Regions from separate parts of the Anas platyrhynchos genome. Here region 1 is linked to region 2. A link is a contact called in public Hi-C data. All regions are on one chromosome and are shown on one strand. The core of a region is the stretch at or near the end of the contact, and the rest is flanking DNA. Distances in the headings are between cores, read along the strand shown. Region 1 has its middle 31 kb from the start of PTDSS1. Region 2 holds the start of CPQ (carboxypeptidase Q).

The links. A called contact is a pair of places that touch in the nucleus more often than the background predicts.
Region 1: a Hi-C map of liver shows a contact between it and region 2, with 2.2 times the contacts expected there. The contact joins the enhancer-like site here to the promoter of CPQ in region 2. A contact is called at or near these places in 2 of 8 Hi-C or Micro-C datasets (liver and skeletal muscle).

The regions. Positions count from the first base shown.
Region 1 is chr2:23,570,420-23,574,601 of IASCAAS_PekinDuck_T2T, forward strand. No RefSeq gene overlaps it. Among named protein-coding and RNA genes, the nearest start is that of PTDSS1, 31 kb to the right of the region's middle. Within about 2 kb of position 2,147, at least 2 of the 8 cell types and tissues checked have an H3K27ac peak or open chromatin away from gene starts, as enhancers often do.
Region 2 is chr2:23,450,624-23,454,739 of IASCAAS_PekinDuck_T2T, forward strand. It overlaps CPQ (carboxypeptidase Q), which reads right to left and starts at 1,975. Exons shown (of 8, transcript XM_027452499.3): 1 at 1,817-1,975.

The sequences.
Region 1 (4,182 bases), core at 897-3,396, 120 kb after region 2:
GTCTGGTAGGAACCATGGCGCTCCAACATGCCTTTGCACAGCTGAAGCACAAATCACAGAGCAGCCAGAAAGAGAAATGTGTGTGCTCCTTCTAAAATCTGCACTCTGGAGATCCACTTTGCCCTACATGTGTTCACCCACCTTAGTAAACACTAGTTTTAAATCAACAGCTGAGGTATTGGTCATGAAAGCTCATTGGAAAAGGTAAGTACATGGAAGTAACCCAGCTAAATAAAAACAAAGACCAGAATAGAAATGGGGGTGGTGTCACCTCACTTCTGTTTCTTTTTTTTTTTTTTTTTTGTGTAGTACAGTGTGTTTTCATTTGTAGGGATTAAGAAATGTGGATAACATTTTTCGATTTACTACAGAAGCACTTCTTTTTTTTAGCAAGTCCCATGATAATTTTGTGGTTACAGCCTGGGAACTGAAAATCTGGGATCTTACTCTAATCTATGTCTTCAGCTTCCTGAGGAAACATGGACAAGTCACTTACCCTTTGTCCCCATTTCTGATCTTCGACATGAACTCACTGCCCACCCCCGCCAGTGTTGCAATGTCCTATGCATTGTTTCAGAGACATTCCTTTGACATTGGAGTGATGCGAGGGGGAAAAAAAAAACAAAACAAAAAACAGCCTGAAAGGTCGTTAGTGGCAATGACGTTACCGCTGTGGAAAGCAATGGGCCCCAGTGAATGACACCAGCTCCTGGACCTGGAGACAACAAGGGGAAGGCTTCAGCCTGAGATGTTTTGGGTTGTTTAGAGAAGATCGCCAGGAAATCGCATTTCAGGTCTAATGCAACTGGTTTCTCTGCCCCGATCCCTGTGCCACTCTTCCAAAGGCCCTTGAAACGTGGGCAGATGGAACATGCAGACCCAGATTTGTGATCCAAGTACAGCAAAGTCTGCTGAGGGGCAGGGCCACGAATGTTCAATGAGCTCCAAGCACCATTTTGCAATACCTGCTGCTTGTACAGCACAGAGGGGGGGGGAAAAAAACAGCACCAACCCTAAACGTCTCTGCTAATTCAATAAAAGGTCCTAGTTTTCTTCCAGATCATTTATTTAATTAATGGAAATGTTCCCTTTAGTGGCATTTTTCTGTGTTCTTTTTCCTGTCCATTGAGAGCTTTGTGAAAGCAAGTACTGCAGACAGGCTACAACAAAACCACCACAGGTTTCTACTGGTGGTGACCCTGTAGAGCAAAGATTCAGAAAAGCAAGGACATCGTGTGTCATCCCACAAGGAATGAGGGCTGTAATTTCTTCCCCCAGCTCCCACGGGCAAGTTAAACGATCTAGACTTCTTTTTCTCTAGGTCAGTAGGAACATCTCAAAGCTGACAGATAGATGTCATGGTAAATGGTACAAGTCAGGTGCCCCATTGAGGTTTGGGACTGAAAGGATTTTCCAACCCTTTAAAATAAATGTTCGGTGACAGCTGGCTCTTATTGGAAAAATGGAAACTCTTTGGGGATGGCATGAAGTCCTGAGCATCCACTGAACTCTTCCGATTCTGAGCTGCATAAAGACACGAGGCAATATTGATCCGCACAGCACCTTCCCTTCCCCAAACCAGGCTGCAGGGAGGAGGGACGGGCTCACCCGAGCAAGCAGACAAGCTCAGAGCTTCACTGCACCCGGCTGAAACGGAGGCGAGCCTGGTGCAGAAACCAACCCACCCCTCCCAACAGCGGTCACCCTGTCCCACCCCGATGCCCTGCACAAAGGGCAGTGGTCAGAGGAGGAGAGCCACAAGAACCCTGCCCAGGGCTTCAGCCCAAAGATCTGCAGAGAGCAGAGCTCCCTGCAAGCAGGGAAGGTGCTTGGGCAACAAATTGGTAGGCTGTGCGCTTGGTAGCAACCAAAATAGAAGTCTTTCTCTCGCTTATTCTCCAAGGACCAGAGCTATCATTTCAGGTTTTAATTAAAAGCCTCCCCAAAGCTACTCATTTGATTTTATTTTGCTTTGGTTGTTCTGCAGCAAGTCTGACAACACGGGCACTTTGCAGGCCTGCTTGTATGGCACATGTAATTAAAGCCAACGGGGGTTACGAAGCCTTTAAAACTGAGCCAGGGTGGCTAAAGCTGGCAGCCCAAAATTAGAAGCGAGGTTTGAAAATCCAGGTCCCTGCGTTTGTGTTACAGCAACACCTAGAGGCTGCAGCTCGGATTCATGTCCACCCTCCTGGACACTGCACACAGGCAGGCTTGGATCCCTTTGAGCATCCCCACACACAGCAGTCACTGTCACAGAGGCTACACTCAGTCAGGCCCTGAGCATTTTGCTGAGATGGCTCACCTGGTAGATACATATACACATACACACGAGCATTTTATGCATTTTTTTAAGCAAAACCCACCGAATTACTGAATTGGAGGGCACAACAATTGCAGAACATACTCTGGATGACGTCCATAGGAACGCTACTGCTGTAAATTCCCCTACTCCAGAACGCATTAAATGAGCCATCCAGTTATTTCGCGATCATCTGCAAGCCGAGATCCATGAAAAAATGAAAATTAAATCCATGTGTATGCTTAGTATAGTCTGGCACTTACGTTGTTGCTGATTATAGGAATTCAATGTTTACAATTTACATTCTTTCCCAGACTTTTTTTTTTTTTCCCTCAAATTGAAGCAAAAACTCCCTTGGCCTTATCATAATACTATTTAGGCTGTTGAGGACGGCAGGAGTGCTCCTTTGCAAGAGAAGTGAAGTCCAAGCCTGAGACACCGATCCTGGGCTGAGAACTGAAGGAAACACAAAATAGGATCCAAAATAAAGATGTAGAAAGGAGCTGAGAAAAAAATAATTGCTACCGAACATTTCCAAAGCTGTTTGAGATAACCAAGACTTGGACTCTTCTTTCAAGTATGAAGAAGGTTGATAATTATTTTCTGCAGCTGTCTGGAGCAAGCAGCTGGGTGAAAGACACACTCCAGAAGAGTTGTAGAGCATCTTCTCAAGGTGTCCTGTCGAGAACAGCCAGCTGGACTTTGTCAAAGGCAAGAGATCTGAAATCCTTCAGAGTAAGGGAAGCACTGGTGTTCCTTCAAGACCCAAAATGGGACTCTAGAGGGGCATGGACTCTCACATACAGGCAGGTTGTTGGATTGGTACCATATAAAACATGAGGAGCTGCTTCAAGCCTGGCAGCTGCCTATCCTCACACCTTCACAGTAAGTCTTTCTGGACCCAGGTAGGTTGAGAAGCGTGAGGGCACAGCAGCAACTCCAAAAGGAGCTGGAAGCAGGCAGAGCTGGTGCAAAGTAACACCTGACCTCGTTAGTCCCAGCCTGACTCTACCTAGAGAGCACCTGGATGGGTTTACTGGACCTATAAAAAGCGTACTCAACCTACTGCCACGGTGCCAGGGCACTTCTTCCTTGCTTACCTCTCAAACCTTGCTCCGTGCATCAGCTGGCTTCAGAGGGGTGCAGGTGCATGAAGCTCCTTGTGCAAACACCAGCAGTCATGCTGTCCTTGGGCTTGGAGCCTACTGGATGAAGTCTTCTTGGATTTCTAGTCCTGTTTTCTTAAGAATGTGTCCTCAAATCCTGACCTGCCTCCCCACCCCCGACCATGTTAAATTGAATGATTTGGGGTGCGTTTGTCCAAAATTCATTTTATCCAGTTGTGAAACTGCACCTTTAGGGAACTACCTCAATTTGTTGAGACAGGACCAGCCTCTGCCAGGGCTCCAGAAAACAAAATTACGTGGTGACAACAGATAGATAAAACAAGGCAGAGCAAACCCAGAGGGGGAGGGAAGCAGAGTATTTCAAGTTATTTTGAACATAAAAGGCCTAAAATCAGCTGAGAAACCTCTGGTTAAACCACACCCCATGACCATGTAGTCTTTACAGTCCCTCCAACAGTCAGAACGAGAAATACCAGTGGGAGAAGAGTGCCCTGGGAGGGCAGTGCCTGGGCCTGTGGGCACAGAACCATGATGTAGCTGAATGTGAACACTAATACCTAAGAAAACCAGTTAAAAAAATAAAAATAAAGTTGCTGGGCTCCTCTCTAGTTCTGAGAGAGCAATTCTGAGAAAGCAGAATCAGCAACAACTCTAACACATTATAACTGAGAGAACTGCAGATACCAAAGCAGGCGTGGGCACCAGTATCTTTACGAAGGAACGCAGTTTTTGATGTGTTACTGTTAAAGGACG
Region 2 (4,116 bases), core at 725-3,224:
CCCAACACGGGTCAATGCCAGGTTGTTCTTCCTCAGCCCAGATTTGCAATCTGCTCTTATCTGATTTAGTATCATATTGTTCTGCTGTTCAGAAGAATTATATATATTTTAAACACCAAGAAACAAGATCAGGTAAGACAAAGGCTTAGTATGGATCTGTAAAGCTGCAGCAGCTCTCATCCAAGTTTATCTCTACAAACTACATCAAAAAGACTCAAGTTTGGGTAAAGCAACACCGACAGCAAGGCACAACTCATAGGTGCTATTAAGATAGAGTGGATATGTCTGAAGAAATGAGTCAAAATTTACAAGAAAACAAGAGACTTACAAACTCTCACTGATATGGTAGGTTTAGCAGGGTTTCCTTGGGGACAGAAGCATTGTAGGTTTTATTCAAAATAATAATCTAACAGAAAAAAAACACCACACAAGGCTAGAAGATGTGTTTTTAAGAAGTGATAGTAGGTAAGCATGAGCACGGCTTCGTCCTTGCAGACAAATAACCAAAGCAAAATCAAGGCCAACCTTTGTCATCACAGATCAAATCTTACAAATGTCTCCAGCTAAGACAGAAAGATACATTCTAGATAAAGACATAGACGTAAGCAGTCCTTCCAATTCCCTCACAGGGAATCTGTTCTACAGTCCTACCAAAGATTGCTTTAGAAGAGAAAACACCCACGCACGCCCCTTTCATCGACAGATTAATGCACTCTCGCAGTGTTTTGATATAAAAAGGAGAGCAGATGTGGAATAGTTTCCAGAAACAGTAAAAATTAATCTAATTTTGAACTGAATGAAAACCAGACAGACGGATTTTTTTAAAACTAAGGCCTAAAAAAAAAAAAAAAACACGCAAAAATAGGGATTCCAGGTGCTGGACAAACAGGCCTTTGGGGTGCTCATTCAGCACCTGGAAAGTCAGGACCCATGAATTCTGCAGCTTGGAGGCAAAAGCAGGTAATCAACAATCAAACACAAATCCGGTGCTTGTATTTTGTACTGTCTCTTCTGTAGTACTCGAAATAAGACTTGCAGCTTGTCAGACACAGCCATGAGATTCAGAAGGCTGCTCCATATCTAATAGCTCCTTAGAAAAATCTGATTCAGCTTGCAGAATTGACAGGTTTTTACATCTCACTTTTCTTTCATATATGTAGTAGCCCCATAAAATATGTATATACGTACATAAAATCGTATATACTTATGCAAAACTGCCTCCCTCCTTCTATATATTCCTCTTTTGCATCAACTTGGGAAAGGTGGTCTTTGAAAACTAAACCCCTGTCAAAACAAACCTGAACGGCACTAGTTACTGACGCTTCCTGCTCAGAAGCACGAAAACCACTTTGCACTTCTCGGCTGTGATGTGCCACGACACATAACATCTAATTTACGCCCTCCTTTCCAGCGGCACTGCTGTGGGGGCAGCACCGTGCCCGGCTCTTTGCAGGGGCGCTGACCACGTGTGTACTACCAGCTGCATCTTGGCGTCGATATATATACATATATATTTATTTTTTAATTTCCTTTGAGAGGAAGGAGGCGGGAGGGACGTGTTTCTGGCTGTGTGTGTGGAGGTAGAGCTGACGGCTGCCCCCTCCGCCCCACCGCCCCCCGGCCCGCCAGGGCAGCACCCAAGGGCGCCATGTCGGGGGGGAGCGGGCTGCGGGACAAGATGGCGGCTCCCACAGAGCGCTGGGGGTGCCCGGGCAGCTTCCCCGAGGGTTGTCCCACGAACCCCCGCCCCGCCCGGCTCCCTGCGAAGAGGAGGAGGAGGAGGAAGAGGAGGAGAAGGAGGGGAGCGGACACGCACCTTCCCTGAGCACGCCGGGCCGGCTGGGGCCGCAGGGGGCGGAGGAGGAGGAGCGGCTGCGGGGCGGGGGACGGGGACGGGGTCGGGCAGGGCGTCGGGGAGGAACCCGCTCGGGTCCAGAAATTCCCCGTGCCTGCAGCTTCAGAAGTTTCCTGCTGAGCCCAACGCGGTATTTACCCTGCTGTGCGGGTCTGCGGGTCTGTATCATAGAAGCATGAGGGTTGGAAAAGCCCTCCGAGATCACCTGGTGCAACCATCCCCCTGCCACCAATGTCACCACTGACCCGTGTCCCCAAGCACCACGTCCAACCTCTCCTTCAACACCCCCAGGGACAGGGACTCCACCACCTCCCTGGGCAACCCGTCCCAGTGCCTGACTTCTCCTTCTGACAGAAATGTCTCCTCATTTCCAACCTGAACCTCCCCTGGTGCAATATGAGACTATTCCCTCTGGTCCTGTAACTAGTTTTCTGAGAGAAGAGGCCGACCCCCAGCTCCCCGCACCTTCCTTTCAGGCAGTTGCAGAGAGCAATAAAGCCTCCCCTGAGCCTCCTCTTCCCCAGACTAAACACCCTCAGTTCCCTTAGCTGCTCCTCACAGGACTTGTGCTCCAGACCCCTCACCAGCTTCAGGACGGCTGTAGGATGGCTCATTGTGCCTGTTTTGTGAGGGTGTATGGCAAAGGGACAAGGCTTTCACACCTCCTACGCGGTGGCAACTGCCTTCTTGGTGGGTATTTGGGAGCATAACAGGAGCACGTCGCCTGCTGATGGCTTCCAGCGCTGAGAGCTGCCACATGTCTTTATGCTGCTGTGAACTGATATAGGGCCACCACTCTTCACGTTAGGGCCTCATCCACGAGTAACATTGCATTCATTTAAATAAAGGTGTGTTTATGAAAACACTTAAGTAAATGGGTGCAATTTCTTCTGTAGATAAGATCTTAAAATTCAAACATAAGTCTTAATCTGCAAACACTTGAATTTAAGCACTTGATTAGTTCCATTTAAGTCAATGGGACTACCCAAGTGCTTACAGGTAAGTGTTTTTAGGATCAAAGCCCTTGGTATGTTTCCAGAAAGCTGCTTTAGCAGGAAGATGGTGAAGAATTTCCCTCTAATGTTCAACACGGAGTTCTAGTATTCATAAATTTTCTCCCTATGTGAAAAGGCTGTAATACTAGGAAGTTTCACCAGTGTGCACCTTACTGGGGGATTTGGAGGAGACATTATTGTAAGAAATGGCTGTCCCTGCTAGCTTGTCTCTTCCACCCATTTATTTGAGGTGAGTCACTTGTATTTCTTCACTTGTGTTTTTCAGTGGACAATCTAGATAATATTTATTTTTTTTTTTTGCTACAATGGCTATGTCCTCTTCTACATAGATCACAGAGCGCTCCAGTGGGATGCAGTAATCTGTTCCACTCAAACTGCCACAGTCCTTGAGAGTCCTGCTCCACTGAGGGTGGCAAAATAACTGTTTAAAGGAAACTGTTACACATATAAATTGTTATTAGAGATCTGCCTGTCCTTCTGTCTCTTCCCTGTGGATTCTGTATATTCTTTACATACCCTGCCTTACAGGCTGTAAGCATCAGTGTCAGGGACTTTGTAAAGAGATTATACACAGTGAATGAGTAGTTATAAATGAGTTGCTCTAAGTCCTGCAAGAAAATATCCCACCCGTCCTCAGAGGCTGGGAGCTGCCACCACAACTTCTGAAACTTAACTACCAATGTATGGATTTTCTTTTTGCTTCCAATGAGAGACGGAACATAGGACAGATCTGCATGAAGGAGCTCACATAAAAATGTGCTTGTATTTGAATTTAGAATCTGGGTTGACTCCTGAGCATGATTCCTTCTCTCTCTGTTTTCCCCCTTTTCGATTAAATTACTTCCCAAACCTGGCTTCCAATTATTTTTTCCTGAATTAGCTTCCTTTATTAATGCTTCTCCAGCCAAGGATTTAGAAGAATGAGTGATGATAATGAGCCATCTTTTTTCCCTGTCATCAAATAGTCAGATGGATGGAGAAATCTTGCCATGGCTGTCACTGATCCCAGATCAGAAGGAAAAAAAACACACTGCTCATGTCTACTGCTGTCTTTGCTTGTGAGGCAATAAATAAGAGCACGTAAAGAGAGGTAATAACACAACCTAGAACTCCACCCCACTCCTCTTCAGCCAGGAACATGCACAAATCTGTTTATGGGTTTGAAACACATCAATACCCACTTAGCCTCGGGAAAGGTATTTTCATCACACCCATCCCTTACATTATTTTCTCATATTTTGCATT